Linked DNA regions of Hordeum vulgare: region 2 is linked to region 1. A link is a contact called in public Hi-C data. All regions are on one chromosome and are shown on one strand. Each heading gives the region's core, a stretch centred on a gene start, on an enhancer-like site or on the middle of the called end of the contact. The rest is flanking DNA. Distances are from core to core; before and after follow the strand shown. Region 1 holds the start of LOC123443525 (glucosidase 2 subunit beta). Region 2 has its middle 130 kb from the start of LOC123443525.

Region 1 (5,766 bases), core at 977-3,476:
AGGGAGGTTGACAATGATTCATCATTCAACGAAGGGGAAGGTCAGGGAGGCTGCATTACTTAATATTATAAAACCTGCTGCCATCCAGGGGCGGGGGGAGGGGGGTCATACGATATCGCCTCAGGCAGTTAGGTGGTGGTACCTCGCCTTACCCTACCTTGACTTGAATTGAACAAAATACTTCTTGATAGATTTACTTGGAACATACAGCCTCCAGGGAACACGGGCTGTATCTGTTTCTTGATGTGTGCATGCTTATGAAAATTGCAACCACAAGAAGGGGAGTTAGCAATCCATTTTTTCGATGTTAATAATTCAGTTTATCTAGCGCAAAACCCTAAAATTGAAGTACTAAACCAACCATTCAAGGCTTTATTTTGTAAATGGACAGTTTAAATGATTTTAAAAATATAAAAAATACAAGAGACTAAATTCATGATTATTTCATTACTTCTGTGAATTGTTCAAGTACAAACTGTACTCCTATCAAGGTAAGTCGACTTATGATATTATGGACGAGGATGACGAGTTATAGTTCTTCAAAGTGAGGCAATGTTCAGGATATCGGTAACTAGTACCATATGTCCATATCAGCCGGGTGCTGAGTAGGGATAAATAAGTAGATTTTCAGTTTCAGCTATTTGGTGACCCACCGGGTAGCGATTAACTGACCAAGATGCCAATTAACTGGCCAATATTTGGAACAATGAACTTACGTGATAGTAACCAACATGGAATAGGTGGACGAGGGGTCAACCAATATATAGGAAGAAACGCCAACCTTGCTTTCACCTTCTTGTGACTTCTCATCAGTGTCCTGAGAATCTGTTTCCTGAGAGGCATCAGATGCTTTCTTTTCCTCAGCAGCTTGCTTTTCAGCTTCTTCTTTAATTCTCTTTTCTTCCTTCTCTTTTATTAGGCGCTCCTCTTCCTCCGCCTTTTCTATTAATCTCTTTTGCTCTGCACAGCATGGACAGTATTGGACACATAAAAGCTACACATAACTCTTTGCAAAACGACGAGTTAGCTATGAGGGCACACCTTTGAGCTTGTCGACAAGCCCCTGGAGTATCTTCTCTTCACCCTTCAGTTTTGTTAACTCTGCTTCATCTTTAGCAATTGCCAATTTTGCCTTTTCAACTTCCTGATTCCGAATAACGACACCACTTTTATATGTAGCTACCTTCTTCTTTAACTTCTCCCTCGCCGCCTTCCCAGCTTCCCAGCATGTATTCTTACAAGTGCCATTGCTACCGTATTCATCACTCCCATCACAACAATCTAGCAAGCAATGAGGAACAAAAATAGCTAGTTATAAAAGGATTGATGGAACAGGAGCTCCAGCCATTTTCTCGGGCTCAAGTCTTTGTTGTACATGAATCTTTAGTTCTAACAAAAAACAAGTAAATCAATGGAACAAAGAAAAAGCAACTGCTATTAGCCTCTTACCGCATATACCATCATTCACTCGCGACGAGAAGATGGTGATTGGAGAATGTCCGGCATTCTTGCAGTAGAATTTCGCCTCCGGGCAGGCAGATGTCCCTGCGAAGGAAAAAGGGAACATGATTCAATGAACTGATCTCCTGCAATAAACTACAGCATTGGCACAAATACATGAGCCTAACAGAGAAAATATCCAAATTTTCACACATCTCCGGCACGCATGGGTTCCCAAGACTCCCAGAGTTTAAAACTAACGCGCACAGGCCATGAAAGTAAGGGAGCCTGGCTCTACAGCAATCTCGGAGAAATCACACCAGACGCGGAAGAAAAAGAACATGTATTTTAAGCAAAGAAGAAGAAAGAGGCGGTACCTGGCTCGTCGGTGCCGTCGGGACAGTCGCAGAAGTCGTCGTTGAGCTGATCCCTGGTGAACTTGCCCGACCCGTCCTTGCACTTGATCACGCCGCCCCTGTAGTACGCCTCATCTGCGCCCAGCAACGCTAAATTAAGAACCGCATCTACCTGGAGACGGCAGAGAAGGCGCAAAAGAAAGCAAAGCGCGGTCAGATCCGGGGGGAACCTTGCGGAGGGATGCCGAGGGTCTCGAGCGGCGGCGCGGATGCAGCGGCAGCGGCGGAGATCCATAGTAAGAGGAGGAGCGCGAGGACCCTCATGGCTGGCCGGAGCAGCAGTGGACGGGTCGGCTAACAGCGTGGGTTCGCTTCAGGTTTGGGTGTCACCAGGCAAAGAACCTCCGCCCCGCAGGGAAAAACGGAACGAGACTCGATTCGACTCGAGTGTGTACTCTATATGTATCCGTACCCTTGCACACTTGTATTCCTAACCAGGTCTTTTTGGTTTCACTGATTTTTTACAGAGCTCCGCGAGCTGTAGATCGTCAACAAGTTTGCAAGAGTATTACTTCACCAATGGCTAAGTATTTCTGGAATAGTTATCTTGATAAGAAAGGTATATGCATTGGTTTTCTTGGAAAAATATGTCCACTCCCAACTCCCAAGTGTCAAGGTGGGATGGGTTCACGAGATATGCATAAGAGCATCTTCACCCGTTGAGCTCCCTGGAAGGCCTTTTTTACATCGATTAAGGTTCCACTGGCGTAACTTTTATTTTAGGGGTAAACTTTTTTTTAGTCATTGGACTCCCAGCCACCTGACGGGCCACTCCACGCCGGCCATGTTTCCTGTGCGTGGTTCCTATGCCATGTGCGGAGGAGAGAGAAAAAAAGGAGAGAGAGGGGATGGGCGACTAATGATGGGCCATTTGCATGCAAAAGGTAGCGTCGGCGCTTTCGATTGCCCCCCGATGGGCTGGGTTTGGCCTGGGAGCGTCGGCTCTAATTTTGGTCAAATCCGACGAAAAGTGAGGCGTTGTGGGCACGAGTGGGACTTTTTTCGTCCGTCGGCGCTGAAGAAGTGCTTTTGCAGGGCGACTTGGGGGCGGGTGGAGATGCTCTAAGTTTAACCAAGCACTACTTGGAAAACAAGGATGGCGCCTGATGATGAAGCCTGACGTAACTTCCCAGATACTGACTTTATGCAAGCATCAGCCCCTAAATCTGCTTCGGCCACTTGGCGAGCGATCATTGCGGACAGAGAGGCTTTGCGTTTGGGACTGATTAAGAGAGTTGGTGACGGCAGCTCCATCCCAGTTTGGACTGAAAAGTGGATCCCCAGAACTATCTCAATGAGGCATGTAATGAGCCCGGCTAATGTGTGGGTGGAAGTTGTCTCTCATCTTATTGACTCTGATAACTCGACGTGGCGCCAACAGGAGGTTCGGGACAACTTCATTGCTCCGGATGCGGAGGCAATTCTTAACATACCACTCCGATTCGGAGGAGGTGATGATTTTTATGAGTGGGCTTTTGACAGAACAGGTAACTACACTGTTTAAGACGGCATACCGTGCTCTCGTGACTCAGGTAGAGCGACTTGCTCTAGAGGAAGGGACGGCTACTGGAGCTTCAACGGTTGATCAACAGTTGCGGAAGACCTTGTGGAAGTTAAATGTCATACCAAAAGTTCGTGTTTTTTGGTGGCGTGTTCTCCGCAGAATTCTTCCCGATGAAGCTACCTTAAAAACAAGGCGCATTGCAGAAATTGGCCGTTGCAAATTTTGCTTGACCATGGATGAAGATTTACAACATGCACTTATTGTTCCCATGCAAGGCATTTTTGGGACGAAGCATTTGCTATGTTTGAGATACGTCTACCCAGACTACATCCAGATTCTTGGGCACGGGACATCTTGTGTGATTACCGGTTTAGAGACAAGGATCGGGCCATTATCATTACTATCATGTGGTCAATCCAGCACTCTAGAAACCGAATTAAGCATGAAGATGGAGGTGTAGTTCATGTCTTATGTATGAAACGGACAAAACAAGCATTAGCAATTCTGGAATTGCCTAGGTCCATGGCAACGGTGCTGCCGGGCTATGGGTGGAAGCCACCAGAATTGGGAGTGATCAAAATCAACACTGATGGTGCTTTAAACCCTGAAGGAATTTGCGGTGGTGCTGGTGGGGTGGCTAGGTCCTCCACTCGTTTCCTTGGAGCTTGGTGCAAACCACATATGAGTATCACGGATCCACTTATAGCTGAAGCAATGTCGATGCGGGAGGGTGCGCGTTTTGCTAATATCCGTGGTTTCTCCTACGTGATCATGGAAGTTGATTGCCTGGAGATGGTCCATCTCTGGAACACTCGCCACAATTCTCGTTCGGTTGTGCCTCCTATTTTGTTAGAAATTGGAGAGCTAGCTAGAAATTTTCAGTTATTTAATATTGTTCATGTAAACCGAGCAGCTAATGTTCTGGCGCATCTATGTGCTAAGTATGCTGGCACACTGAATGTAACAAAGTGTTGGCTCGATCAGACTCCTAGTTTCTTGGTCACCAGCTTTCCGGTTGATTGTCCTAGGATGACGTTTTTATGAATAAAGCTCTCTGAATTACCCGCAAAAAAAAGATCATCAACACAGTTGGCGGTTCTTGCACTCTTCATGCTATACCACATGTTGCTTGGTTATGCATGGGAGATTACAATGAAACTTTGTATGCCAATGAGCACTTTAGTAGAGCGGCACGATTTGAGAGTCATATGTTTGCTTTTAGAGAGGATGTTGATGAGGTCTCTTTACAAGATTTGGGCTCGCTTGGTACTGCCTATACTTGAGATAATCGCCAAGGAGGTGAGGCAAATGCCAAGACAAGACTAGATCGAGCTTTTGCAAATGAAGAGTTTAGGCACCTCTTTCACCATATATGGGTAAGACACATCCCTTCGGTTGAATCTGATCATTGTTTCGTGGTTGCTGAAATTAAGGAGAGTATGTCCAACAGGCTGACGTCAAAGAAACCGTTATGTTACGAGAATTTCTAGCATACACATGTTGATTATGACCGCTTAGTTCGCGACACCTGGCGGGGCATACACCGCACGCCCGAGCTTCGGGGTATTGCATCGACGCTGGGAACTTTGCAGGCGATGCTTGAGCCATGGGGTCATAGGGAGTTTGGAAGCCTGACTCAGACCGTCAAGCAGCTTTAGGAGAGGCTAGATTGTCTTTGATGCCTATCTATCGGTTCGGGCCCTATGAAGGAGGAAAAGTGTCGTCAAAAATTTGAAGGAGGCTCTACATCAAGAAGAGGTGTGTCTCCGAGAGCGATCTTGAGTTCCTTGGCCCCGGGAGTGAGACCGAAACACTTCCTATTTTCAGGCACAAGCGGCACACCACAAACGAATGAACAAGATTGCAGGCCTCCGACGTGCGGATGGCTCGGTTTGTGCTTTTGAAAGTGAGGACAAGCTGGATGTGCAAACTTTTTATCAGAACATGTATCAATCGCAGGGCTTTGCTGATGCCAGTCATCTATTATCTCATGTGCCTATGAAAGTAACTGAGGCTATGAATGATGATCTCAATAAACCATACACGGTAGAGGAGGTTAAAGTGGCGTTGTTTCAGATGGCACCGTCCAAAGCTCCTAGTGTGGACGGTTTTACTGCAGGGTTTTACCAACGTCATTGGGAGCTGTTAGGCAATGATGTGACTCTCGCAATTTTGGATTTTGTCAATGGTGGTGAGCTACCGTCCGGTTTTAATGATACATCCATTACTCTAATACCCAAGGTATGCCATCCCCAGTCAATTTCACAGTTTCGTCCTATAGCTTTGTGCCCGGTGTTGTACAAGATTGCAGCTAATGTTATCACGAATCGTTCGAGAAGCATGATGGATTTGATCATCGGTGAAGAACACGGTGCTTTCGTTCCCGGACGCCTCATCATAGATAAC
Region 2 (5,166 bases), core at 149-2,648, 130 kb after region 1:
GATACGAACCCGTCACGAGAGTGACCACATATCACTCCCGCCACCAGTAATGTGGCCTCTTTGCTAGCACCGACCTAAGTAGTCAACAAAGCCCCGTCCCATAAAGGGGTAACGTGGTCGGTCATGCGAGGTTGGGACGGTCAAGACATCATGAATCTAATCCAATTTCCGAAACCACTCACACAAAACTTTACCCGATGCACCACTTCTTCACAAGTGGCCACCTAACTCATCATCACCCTCGGGCATTAGTGGCACTCGACGGGGATTTCATAAAACCTTTGATATCAACTCCGTGTTACCATCATCATGCACATGATCTTTCTATGCGTAGCACTACTGTCTACTTGTCAACATATTATCAGCGTGACCCTCATAGATGGTAAGGTCATGCTCAATGCAAGTGCCCTAGAGGAGCCATCGGTAACACCATATGGGTGGTTTACCGAATACTCATGCTCATATGCAACATGAATAATTGCTCTACTTAGCATGCAATAAATATATTTTGCTCAAACATGGTCAAAGGGCTGCTTGCCTTTGCTCACATAAGTCGTCGGGGTCTTCGACGTGTTCCGGTCCAACTCCGAGTACACCGTCTATTCCGTCACTATCGTCTGAAACAAACACAGTAAGCCACACAACAAGCAGAAAGGAAAGTGCTAAATAAATAGGATTTTTATTTTCTTGGACCTCTCTGGTCATAAGAAAAATACTTGAAGTTTTCTATAGGAGGTTTGGACCATCAGGGAATTTTGAATGGATGAAGGGAGGAATAGGTGATCCTTAAATAAGCCTATAGAAAGCATTCTGATAAAAATGAGTGGAGGCACTCATTTAACAGAGAAAATTTTAGAAACATTTAGGAAGTTGTTTCACTGGATTTGGAGTTGATATGAATATTTTAGGGATTTTCTAACATTGGATAAATAGCAAAATTAAGCTATTTATTTAATGCAACACAATCATGCCAGTTAAAAATGTTGACTAAGGCTTCAAAAATAGGGTATGATATTAGAAGACTCTGGAATTTGGAATCACTTCATTTGTAGTTTATTTGAATCCTCTAGGATATGTGAAAGCTGGATTTTAAAATATTCAGATTGGTGTTTGAATATTAACACCATAGAATGTTGCTCTGGAAAAATGTGCCATGCACATATTTAGATAGATCTTGAATTTAGGAACCTGCAGAGATTTTCATCATTAGATTTGGACTTCAAATGATTTTTCTGTAGATTTTTGAAGTTTCTAATAAAAGAAAAAGCTGGAAAATGGAGGGGGGAGGGGTTTACCCTGCGCTCTGGGCGCCGGATCGCCAATGGGCCGGCCCGGTTGCTTGGCCGGGTGGCAAGAGGGGCCACTCAGGAGGCCTCTTGGGCGTTTTACGCCTTCCGCATGAGAAGACAACCAGCACGGTACCTGCCTCCACATAAAACGGCTGGGCCCGGCCACCATGCTGCCTACAGGAGGGGCCCGCCCGTCATATTCGTCTTCCTCCCCTCGTTCGGGCTGGGGAGCGACTGGGAGGCGGGGCAGGGCCATTCTGGCGCTTTCCCTGGTGGCTCCGGCCACCCCCGACGGCTGCCCAGCCACCGGCCGACCCGGGGAGCCACTCCGCACCTCCCAAATGACCCCATTCCTGCGGAGGAGCACCGGTGGAGCGGCAGCAGCCGCAGTGGGATCCGGTGTCAATGGCAGTGGAGGTTGTGCTTCCGGCCACTTAGAGGGAAGAAGAAGGGCATGGGGAAGCTCTGAGGGAGGAGGGAGTGCTCTCGGGCTTCTCAAGAGGGAAAAGGGCTCGGAGGAGCCTGGATTGGAGGTCGGCCAAAATGGAGCCCTTGCGGCCTTGGGGGCTTGCAGGGCACAGGGAGGAGAGCTCGAGAGGTTTGGGAGGCTCAAGGGAGGAAGGGAAAACGAGGCAAGGCAGCAGGGGGCTCGGGGGAGAGGCTAAAACGGAGGGAGCAGCCGAGTGAAGCTCGGGAGCGCCTCGGGTGCTAAGTGCACGGCGAGAGCACGCATGCCAGGGGAAACTTGGCGGCTTCTGGGCGTCGGTAAGGGTTTGGACTGGTCAAGGGAGATGCCCTGGTGCTCTGTGACATGCTGCCACAGCCAAACACGAGCCGCAGCAAGAGAACAAGGTGCAGAGCACCATTTTTGCATGCGAGGAAGGTGGTCACCATGGCTACTCATGCCTATAGTAGCTTTTTGACGAGTCAAGGACGTCCTACATGCATGGCATGCATGCAGGAAGGTGACTCAGGAGTTTGGTTGCATATGGAGCAGGGCAGGTGGGGTTGTTTCTGTGATTGAGTATGCAACAGGAAACTATGAGCTAGCAAAGTGGTTTGCACACAAAGGGTATTGAGGTGAAACCTTGTCTACAAGTCTTATTCATGGAAGGACTACAATAATGCCAAGTTTGAGCTCAGGTAGAGGTGGGTCGCTAGTACTTGCTGTACAAAGCTACATTTCAGCCAGAAATCAACTTGTAGATGTGCTGCTCATTTTCCTACATGAGCAAGCCATATCTTGGTTTGAAAGAATGCCTTGGGATGCTAGGGACCCTCTGGAAAGAGGTGGGGGCATTACCTTAAGCATCGGTGGGGCAAGACGGGTAAAAACGGCGCTGCCAATGTAAAAATGAAGGGTAGCAACATGGGGTCACCCTCCAATAATTGACCAGTGTCCATGGAAAGGTTACTAGATGTAAAAGGTAACTAGGGAAGGTTGTGGTAAAAATCTAAGCTGAAGGAGTTAAGTGGAAGGGCCCAAAGTAGCCACTTTGGTGAGTGCACACAAGGTGTTTGATGAATGCTAGGGCTACCAGATGGACTTCAATTGATATGAAACTTAACATGATCACCTAATAGATGAAAATAGGCTTGGAAATCAAATTTGGGATTTGGTGGAGAAGGTTTCCAATGTAGACTTGGAAAACCTTAAAATGGGCAAAAATGGACTTCTGCTTACAAAACTATTCAAATCAATTCCCACAAATCCAATATTTTGTGTGGGGGAATTATTTGAGCATTAAAGCATGCCCAAAAAGTTTGCGATCAATTGCATAATGTTTATAATGTAAAGTTGCCCAAAGTCAGAAATCAACATAGAGGGGTTTGATGGGCTTGGGACAAGTTCTTCTATTCTCCTTGATGCACCACTTGGTGTGGATGCATTATTGGAGTATTAGAACATGTACACCAAATTTGAGCACAATTGGAGATACTTGGCAATGTAGAGTTGCTCAAATTGGGATCTCGACAGATAGGGTTTTAGTATAATAAGGGGAATCAAATCAACCTGGATTGAGATGAAACTTGACAAGCTCATCACATATATCATATGTGATATGCTAGAATTTTGCAGGAATTTATGGAGAATATTTATTATATAAATATTCCAAAAGCTTGAAATAGGCAGGAAGTGTTTTGAAGGGTTTTAACCAATATTTTGAACATGACCATGTGTTGAAACTCATATATATGGAATATATATGTCCAGTGAGTTTCCATAAATTTCTCAAGTATTTTGAAAGCAATAAAAATAACTTTATTTCACAAGGGACCATTTCTGGCCTCAGAGAAAGGTATTTAAATAAAATAGTATAATAACTTTTAAAATAATACTATTGTGGTTTTGGGGAGTAATTTTGATGATGAGTTTTAAATAAAACATTTGGTGAAAAATAACTTCCCGAATTTGAGGACTTGTAGTACAAATCCCAACTCAGGGGTTTTGAAAGCTTAAATCAAAGAAATGCTTTTTGGTGAAAACAATATTTGGTAAAAATAGTTTTTAGTCCTACACACATGGCATGATCATTAGGCAAGGTTTTGGGTCAAGGAGATGAATTTGGAGAGTAGTAGGTGCATTGGATTCAAACACAAACAATAGGCAAGCAAGCAACCATCACATCAAGCATCACAAGCAATCACAAAAAAATTAATTGGTCCTAATTTTTGAGAAAAGTCAAATCAGTCAGGAGAGTTAAACACAGGGTGTTACATACCTTACCCCCTTAAGAAAATCTTGTCCCCGAGATTTCTAGGCTAGGTGTTGGAGAGATACAAAATCTTGAGTCAGAGGTGGCTTCATTGCCACGCGTTGGTCCTGTGGGTCTTGAAGTGCTTGATGATACAGCTTCGAATGCTCCACACGTCCATGCCTGAAGGTGAGCGGGGTTCTGGTAGTAAGTTAGGCTTGACCGAGGGCAATGGGCTTGGTGCACTAAGTTCTCGCAAGTGTGTGACTTGCATGTGTATCCCAAGGTCGGAATACGTGGCAAGATAATGTGTCTGAGTTCTGGTCCTAGGGCTGCTAATGCCGGTTAGTGAGATCTAGATGTCTCGTGTTAGAACATAAGGGTCAAGGTCTTCGTGTAGCTCCCTGCTGACGGGAAGTCCTTGACTCCCTTAAGGCAGGCAATCTATGGTCGCAGGTGGTATTCATCCTCGAGGGTGTTGCAGTGGTCTTTGAAGGCTTATTGTGAAAGGGTCTTGGTTTGGTCTCGCCCATGAGTCTAAGCTCGGATACTCAATGTCTAGAACAGGTTCTACCGTCTCGGTAGGTTCGCGAGGGGTTCTGGATGAGCTAGCTACCCAAGAGCTTAGACCAGTCATCCACTCCTAAGGTCTGTGGCTCGGCAAGCGGGTGAATCACCTTTAGGAGGTTTTCACCATGATCCATTTAGGACTCTCGTCCTTGGTTTGGACTAAGAAGATGTTCACTGATTTCCCTCGCTGTACAAAGGCTTCACCGTCTTGAATTGTCGATGCTTCTTGACATCGTTGATGTAGTCGACGCAGAATTGGTGGTTGACTTCTATTGCTTCTTCTTCATTTTCGTGGTTTCCCAACCATGGCGGTTTTTCGTCTTATCTTGGGAAGGATAGACTTCCGCTGTCTTGAGGTCGCTTCGAGAAACCCATCCTCTTGAGATAACACCTTATTCCAGAGAGGCATAGCGATCAGTGTTCCTGGGGCTCGTCCAAATAGGACTAAAGTTCTCCTCCTCTTATTGGGTAAATAAGTATGTCATCCATGATGATAACAACATACTTCCCCAAGCATCACATAAGCACAGTGCTCATGAGACAGGTGAGGAGAGCGGGAACTCGCTACGGGCGGTCATTGGTCGAGGGGTTTGTGGTCCAACACGATCTAG

What was found. Hi-C and Micro-C count contacts between places; a contact is called where the count stands out from the background.
Region 2: a contact with region 1 is called in a Hi-C map of seedling, with 4 times the contacts expected there. The contact joins the enhancer-like site here to the promoter of LOC123443525 in region 1. A contact is called at or near these places in 2 of 6 Hi-C or Micro-C datasets (leaf and seedling).

The regions. Positions count from the first base shown.
Region 1 is chr3H:206,480,324-206,486,089 of MorexV3_pseudomolecules_assembly, forward strand. It overlaps LOC123443525 (glucosidase 2 subunit beta), which reads right to left and starts at 2,227. Exons shown (of 16, transcript XM_045119916.1): 1 at 2,027-2,227; 2 at 1,818-1,931; 3 at 1,450-1,545; 4 at 1,042-1,281; 5 at 782-960. The coding sequence starts at 2,120.
Region 2 is chr3H:206,609,008-206,614,173 of MorexV3_pseudomolecules_assembly, forward strand. No RefSeq gene overlaps it. Among protein-coding and RNA genes, the nearest start is that of LOC123443525, 130 kb to the left of the region's middle. Within about 2 kb of position 1,399, at least 3 of the 3 cell types and tissues checked have open chromatin away from gene starts, as enhancers often do. A contact at or near this core is called in leaf and seedling, where this site is marked.